2 separate regions of the Triticum aestivum genome follow, and region 2 is linked to region 1. The links are chromatin contacts, called in public Hi-C maps. All regions are on one chromosome and are shown on one strand. The core of a region is the stretch at or near the end of the contact, and the rest is flanking DNA. Distances in the headings are between cores, read along the strand shown. Region 1 has its middle 190 kb from the start of LOC123149104. Region 2 has its middle 18 kb from the start of LOC123149106.

Evidence for each region. Hi-C and Micro-C count contacts between places; a contact is called where the count stands out from the background.
Region 2: a contact with region 1 is called in a Hi-C map of leaf, with 5 times the contacts expected there. The contact joins two enhancer-like sites. A contact is called at or near these places in 4 of 5 Hi-C or Micro-C datasets (leaf and an unstated tissue) and 1 of 1 datasets of contacts at active chromatin or transcription factors (leaf).

What each region holds. Positions count from the first base shown.
Region 1 is chr7A:667,210,548-667,214,008 of IWGSC CS RefSeq v2.1, forward strand. No RefSeq gene overlaps it. Among protein-coding and RNA genes, the nearest start is that of LOC123149104, 190 kb to the left of the region's middle. Within about 2 kb of position 1,549, at least 1 of the 8 cell types and tissues checked has an H3K27ac peak or open chromatin away from gene starts, as enhancers often do. A contact at or near this core is called in leaf, where this site is marked.
Region 2 is chr7A:667,400,973-667,404,433 of IWGSC CS RefSeq v2.1, forward strand. No RefSeq gene overlaps it. Among protein-coding and RNA genes, the nearest start is that of LOC123149106, 18 kb to the right of the region's middle. Within about 2 kb of position 1,734, at least 5 of the 8 cell types and tissues checked have an H3K27ac peak or open chromatin away from gene starts, as enhancers often do. A contact at or near this core is called in leaf, where this site is marked.

The sequences.
Region 1 (3,461 bases), core at 299-2,798:
AAGAACATGTTTAAATAATTTGAACTTTAAAAAATGCATGATGAACATTCCTTAATTGCAAGATAATATTTTTAAATGTGGGAACACTTTTTTTACATTTATCAAGGAACAACCAAAAAATGAACAAAAAATGAAACCACAACCACACTTTTTGCAGGAGAAAAACATCTTCCTGCTTTAGAAAAAAAAAGCATAGAGAGAAAATCGTTCTCTAATTTTTTTTTCTCCAAAAATATCTGGACACTTCTATTAGATCTCTACTTGTTTTTCATTGATTTTTTATGTTCAGACAAATCATAGGCTTTCTCTTGTTTGTGTATGATGCCAGCTCAGCCGCACTAGAGGCCAATAAGAGTCAAATAAAAAAAGAAAATCAATCTAGACACGTCCAGGCCATCAATGTGTAACACATCCGGCCCAAAAAGAAAAAGAGAGACAAACCAACGTACTCCCTCCATTCTTAAAAAAAAATGTATTTCCAACTTTATTGGATGCCAAACTATCTCAAAGTTTGACCGAATTTGTGCAAAAATATGTCATGCTTGTGAAACCAAATAGGTTTATGACAAAAATGTACTTTATTATGAATCTAATGCTACTAATTTGATGGCATAAATATTGGTCTATTATTGTATAAATACGGTCAAACATAAAAAAGTTTAACTTTCCAACTTTGGAATTACACTCTTTCAAGGATGGAGCGAGTATAACACTTCCAGGCCCAGAAAAGCTGCAGTCGGGTGGATAAAAAGGATTTCAGTTGATGACATCAGCCAACTGAGACTTGGTTAAGTCTCAGTCAATCCTAGTCGTTCCCTTATTATATTTTGCCTGAAAACAAAGATATAGTGGGACTTTGTATTGGTTCGCCATTTCTGAAGCTCTATGAACTGCGCCCGCTTTTTCCATCGACACCGGCAAATGCAGATGGATGGATCGCTCGATCACCGCGAGAGGGATTACGGCAGATGCCGCTAGCAAGGGGAGAGAGCTGGTGCTCATCACCCCGCGCGCGTGAAGGAAGCAAATGTGATTTGGTTTGAGACGACGTACAGCGGAGAGCTAACCTTGATGGCGGATTTGACCGGGGCTAGCTGTTGGGGATTTATGTCATCGCTACGCAGGCATCAGCAGAGCCCAACACGGAATCAATCCCGCTGTTTAGCAGCAGCTGAGCTCGCTGACCATAAATTCTGAACAGTGCCGCTGCCAGGATATGTGTTGGCAGGAGGAAATTAAGACGGCGGAAAATGGCAACGAACCAAGTTAGGGGCAAATCGAGCCAGACCATAGCAAATGTTAGGTTGATTTTCACGTACGATTTGACCTCCAATTGAAGGTTAGTATAGATCTCCAACCGTGTGTGCCTGAAAATACATATGTACGGCCCGTGATGGAACACAGTGGATGGGGACTGATTATCAACACAAATCTCCAAATTTGCCATCGATCAACATCAAGTATCGATAGCTGTTATCACGAAAGAGACGAGGAGGGTGACTGGTCAGATCAGCAAGCCCCAGATGCATCTAATGTATGCACAATTTGGAGTCCCGTCGCGTATCAGTTTCGAATAACGTCGCTCTCCGCCAAACAGTGCTTGTCATCAACTGTCCGATGCCTACATAATTTGGTTGCGGCGCACACTATCTTCATCACGCACCCCCGTATCCACACACACAGAGAAAAAACCTCCATAATAAGTTGATAAAAGCAAAACTCAAGATGAAGCAGCTCTAAATATACAGAATGTGGGGCATGCAATGTGCGTGAGACTGTAGCTCTGCACCAGGTGCAAACGACGACGAGTGCTGCTGCTTACACTTAGGGGCCATTTGGTTTCTATGTACTTTCTAGCCACACCTTGTCATGTCTTTCCTTATGCAAGTTTGATCAAGTTAGATAAGTGTTTACTCCTCCCGGCCGACCACATCCGGCTTGGACTCCTCCCGTGTCGTCCCTGCGCGGCGACCGGGGGAACCCTGGCGCCGCCCCGTCCTTGTTCCATCCCCGACCTCTCCTCCTCACCGCCGTCAGGACGCGCCGCCGGGCAAAGCTCGGTCGGCGTCGGCGGCGGCGGGATCTCTTCTGCCACGACTCGTTGGATCTGGCGCGGGCGGATCGCGGCGGTTGTTGCACGCGGGCTTGGGGGCGACGGCAGGGCTCACGCTCGCGGTTTCCCCTGGTGTGCGTGGGAGTCCGCTCGGGGCGCGCGGTGGCGGGCCTCGGCAAGCGATGGCGCTTCGGCGTGTGCAGGCGGCGGTGGTCCCTGTGCGCGGTCGGCGGCTCCGTCTCTGACCCGGACGGCGCGGGATGGTGGCGGCCCGGCGTGGCCGGCGATCTGGATGCGGTGGTGCCGGCGGCTCGCTGATCTGCCGGTGCTCCATGGTTCTGCCTGGTGGTGCTGGTGGTGACGGCGGCCCGTGCACAAGAGTTGGATCCCTTCGAACTGATCTGGGTGAAAACTTGCCTTCGGCGTCTGCTAAGGCCGGCGGTGGCGGCGCTATCTGCGTCGTTCCCTTCTTGAAGGCATCGTCGTGGAGAAGCTCAAGGCCACTCTTTGCTACCTCCGGGGGAAACCCTAGATCGGATGATCGGATGACGGCGGCGCTCTGGTGTCGTTCCTCCCTTGGGGGCGTCATTCTTGGAGGTACACACGTGATCGAGGGACCAGAGGACGGATTCTTTGGTGGAGCGGTGATTCATCCTACACTGATGGCGACGGATCTTGACGGCGTGGCGCAGTGCAGATTTGGAGTTCGTTGTGGGGGATGGACTCGCGCAGGAGGACGACGCTGTCGGGCGTCGTGGTGGCATCAATGGCAGAGAGACCTGGCATGGTACATGCAACAATACAGCTCTGAAGATGGATTGGTGGCAGGTGGCTGCGGCGGCCTTATACCCGGTAGGCGTTGTGGTTGAGGAGTGCGTCGGACTGGTAGGTGCCCTATACCAGGCAGGCGTCCTGGTTGGGACCTCAGGTCTTAGATATTTAGGTTTGGCTACAATGTCTGTTTGGTATTAGGTCCAGACTATCTGCACCCCTTCATCAATTGGATAGGTGTAGCAACAATTGTTGCTTAGACGGTGGCTTTATTCTTGCTGTTGTTTGGCTTTGTAAAGTCTTGTAAGAATAATTAATAAAGTGGTCGTATGCATCGCCCAGATGCAGAGACCGGGGGTCATCCTCCTTTTCTAAAAAAAGCTAAGTGCTTACTTAGCTTCAAAATTTTCACTAAAGTGGCTATGAATAGGTTAAACATAGTAGCTGACTATATTGTCTGGCCATCTCAAACGGCTTTCATGCAAAGAAGGAATATACTCGATGGCATAGTAATCCTGCATGAGACCGTCCATGAGATGTGTAATACAATATGATCGGGCTGCTAAAGTGTACATCTCGATTGATCTCATTGATTGGTACATATACAGGGTTATAAAACTTGTATCGCAAGTTCATC
Region 2 (3,461 bases), core at 484-2,983, 190 kb after region 1:
TTGAGGCGGCCGTCTGCCGCCGTTATTGGGAGACGAGGACGCCGCTGCCCTGGAGCGACATCCGCCTCCCCAATAACTGGAACCTGTCGGCCGACCGCGTGCCGATCCCGCCGGTCCCGCTGAGCGGCCGTGCGCGCCGCCAGGAGATCCAGCGCCGCCGCCGCCTCCTCCCGGACGACCTCTACTACGGCGAGAGGTACGCCCCCGACTCGCCATTGTGGGACACTTGGTTCCGCGATGAGCACGACATGCGGCGGGCGTCGTTCTTCGTCGGCACGTTGACGGGGCCGCGGCGGCCACGTGAGCCCCGAGCGGCTCCCCAGGCGCGCGGGTGCGCGGCCTGACGCCCACGCCGTCGATGTTGCCATCTCCATCGCCACCCCCACCTCTTCGCATGACGGTGGAGGAGGAGACCCGGCTCATGGCGCGTGTGCTGGAGGACTCCATGCACACGCACGACGAGCGCCAATTGGAGGGCCTCGAGGAGATGAGGCTCTGTCCGCGGCCGGCGACGTCGCCATCCCCGAGGTGGAGATGGTGCCGAAGGAGGAGGTGGTGGAGGAGCCGCCGGTGGCCGCGTTCCACCCTGGCCTGGTGGGCCAGGGATGGAGCTGGTCGTGCACCGCTGAGCAGATGGCGGCCGCCGTGGGGGGGCATGAACTGGTGCCCCACGCCGTCGCGGTCGTCAGAGTGGGAAGCCTCGCCTCGGGAGGAGGTGGTGCAGGCGTTGGCCACCTTCCAGCCCGCCTCCCCCGTGCACCACGGACCGCCGGCCCACCTGTGGACGCCGCTGGACTACGTCGACCTCGTCAGCGACGACGACGACACCAGCGGCCAGTGAAGACGGCGACGGCCATGGCATTGACGGGCGAGGCAGGAGCACGTGGGAGGCGTTTTTTATTTTGTTTTCATGTTAGTTATGAAACTGGGCCGTTTAAGTGGAGTGAGAAACTGAGTCGTTTTGTGGCCGTGACCCCATATATATGTTTTATGTTTTTTTAACTGCGTTTATTTAGTTTTTTAGTCATTTCATTTAAAAAAAATTCACGTCCACTCCGGACAGGTTTTGGGGTGCGGCCGCGCGTTGGGCGCACCCACGACCCATCGGACAAACGCGGACATGGACGAACCCATTTGCGCCTTAAAGGGACAAAATCTAGCCAAAGCGAACGTCCGTTTGAACTCGCGCGGTGGAGTTGGCCTAACATAAAGTAGTAACATGGACATGTTATTATTCTACTTATGTTACTACCCTTCGTGCCTAGTCTAAGGATGGAACCTATCTCACCCACGTGAGCAGTCTTTCCGAACACATATATAGAAACAAAGCAAGGGCCCTCGTTTTCAAACAGCACGGTCTCCCAGCACAGCACACCATTACTGGTAAAACAATTGCAGACCTCCAAACAGCACCTCGGTCATTGCATGACCAAAACCACAGCCTTAATTAATTAGCAAGTTTATGCATCCAAACAGAATAAGAGGGATACCCCATTGGGAAGCCTGACCTTGCACTGTTCTACGTGTCGTTGTGACCAACAGTGCTCTTTCTCTGTCGTCTTGCTCCAAGAGGCAAGAGCCACACAGAGGAGCACGAGCCTAGGTAGGCACCCACAGTATTAGACTCAAGGTTTTTTTTTTCGGGAAGTATTAGACCCGAGTTGACGAGGTACTACACCTCCATGACATTGTACCCCATGCAGAACGCAACACGAGGGGCACAGAGTGGTCCTGAGGGCAGGGCGATGCCAATGGGCCACAAAGCCTATACACCGTAGCAAGACAACATGTAGTGGTGAGGCCATGTGACGCAATTGCATGCATGCACACATATGATTGTCATGTGTGAATAGCGTAGATGATAAACTTTGGATGGCAGATCTTGATTCAGCTTTTCTTGTAGTAAAACCAATTATTTGGTCATGTACTACCAAATTGTTCCTTGTCGTCTTCCTTGGTGTACTATGCACCTGGGAACGCACTATTTGATTTTATTATTGCATACGCATATGTCATGTCAAGCGTGGGGCAGAGAGCTAGTTTAGATTTGGTTAATTAATCGGCATAAAACTCTTGTCAGCTGGGATGCAACCAAGTATTGCAGTGATGTCGGCACGCGGTAGGACATGCCCTCTCACGATCTCCCACACCCTCGTGTTCCTCCTAGTTAGCCCGTCAGAAACCAGGAAATCATATTAAAATTTTCTACGAGGAGATGTTTGCCGAGATGGACGACGACGACGACAAGCCGGAGGTGCGCTTGCTCCTTTGTAAAAGTGGTTGGATAAGTAAACTAACAATAAGTATTTTTCTTGATTGGGAACCATGGTTTATCAAACAAGAGAGAATTCTTCTCGTAAAAAAAGGGCTGTTTGGATGGAGTCTTAATAGGCAGGTCCTTGCTCATGCAACGATCCTAGCCTTAGACCTCCAATATCCAACGCATGAGATTAATGCGTGAGTCAGGCGGGTTTTTATGGAAACCACCAAACAGCCTCAACGTCACGGCTACACGAAACACAACACGCTTTTGCCCCCAACAGGTTGTCAAGCTTCTTGTCATTTTATTTACAAGGGTAAATTACACAGTATGGTAGCAATTGATATATAGATAAAATAAAGTAAACGGTACATCAAAGAATACTATTTTCGTATGTGTTTTCAATAATGGAAAATAGAGCCCCGGGCCCATTGGTTCACTAGTGTCATCTCTCCAAGCAGATAAATGTGGTATGATGAACATTACAGTTGGGCGGTGATTAAACTGCAATGCTTATATTTATGACTATGATAATTCATGGCATACTCTTGTATAGGCATTACGCCTGTGATATATAGACCGTTATACAACTGTATCTAGAATTAATACTCCGCCCCAAAACCATTAGCGCCCGTAGCTGACACGGCATCATCCGAGCGAGGAAGATCCGGGCAAAGGATTTCTCCACGGTGGTACTCCTGTGAACCAGGAGAGCTGGAGGCATAAGCTCTCATCGGAGATGCACACCAACTCGGAAGGAAAGGCCACATCGGGCCAGATAAATCCACCCAGCCCGACCCAACCAAAGGCGGCGTTAGTGGTAGGGTCAGGATCCAGGTGCATCTGCCATGGATCCGCCGACACCGCATGCACCGTATGGCGCACCTTTGCCACACCCAAGGGTCGCGCGCGCCTGCCATGGATCCACTGCAACCGCGTCGTAGGATGAGAAAGCTGGCACCGACCAAGCTTCACTTGGCTAGCGGCGAGGGGGAAGGGGAGGGAATGGCGGTGTGATATAGGGCTTCCCTCCCCATCGCCACGCCGGAGCAAGATAGGGGGACGAGTCGCCTTCTTGTCCCGAGGATGCGTCACTTCGACTGTCCGGAAAAATAAATAAATAAATAAAGTGAAACTTTGGGTTAATTCACCATGTCTGAAGCTTTTTGACGTGCACTGAGTACACAAGCCGTACGTGCCC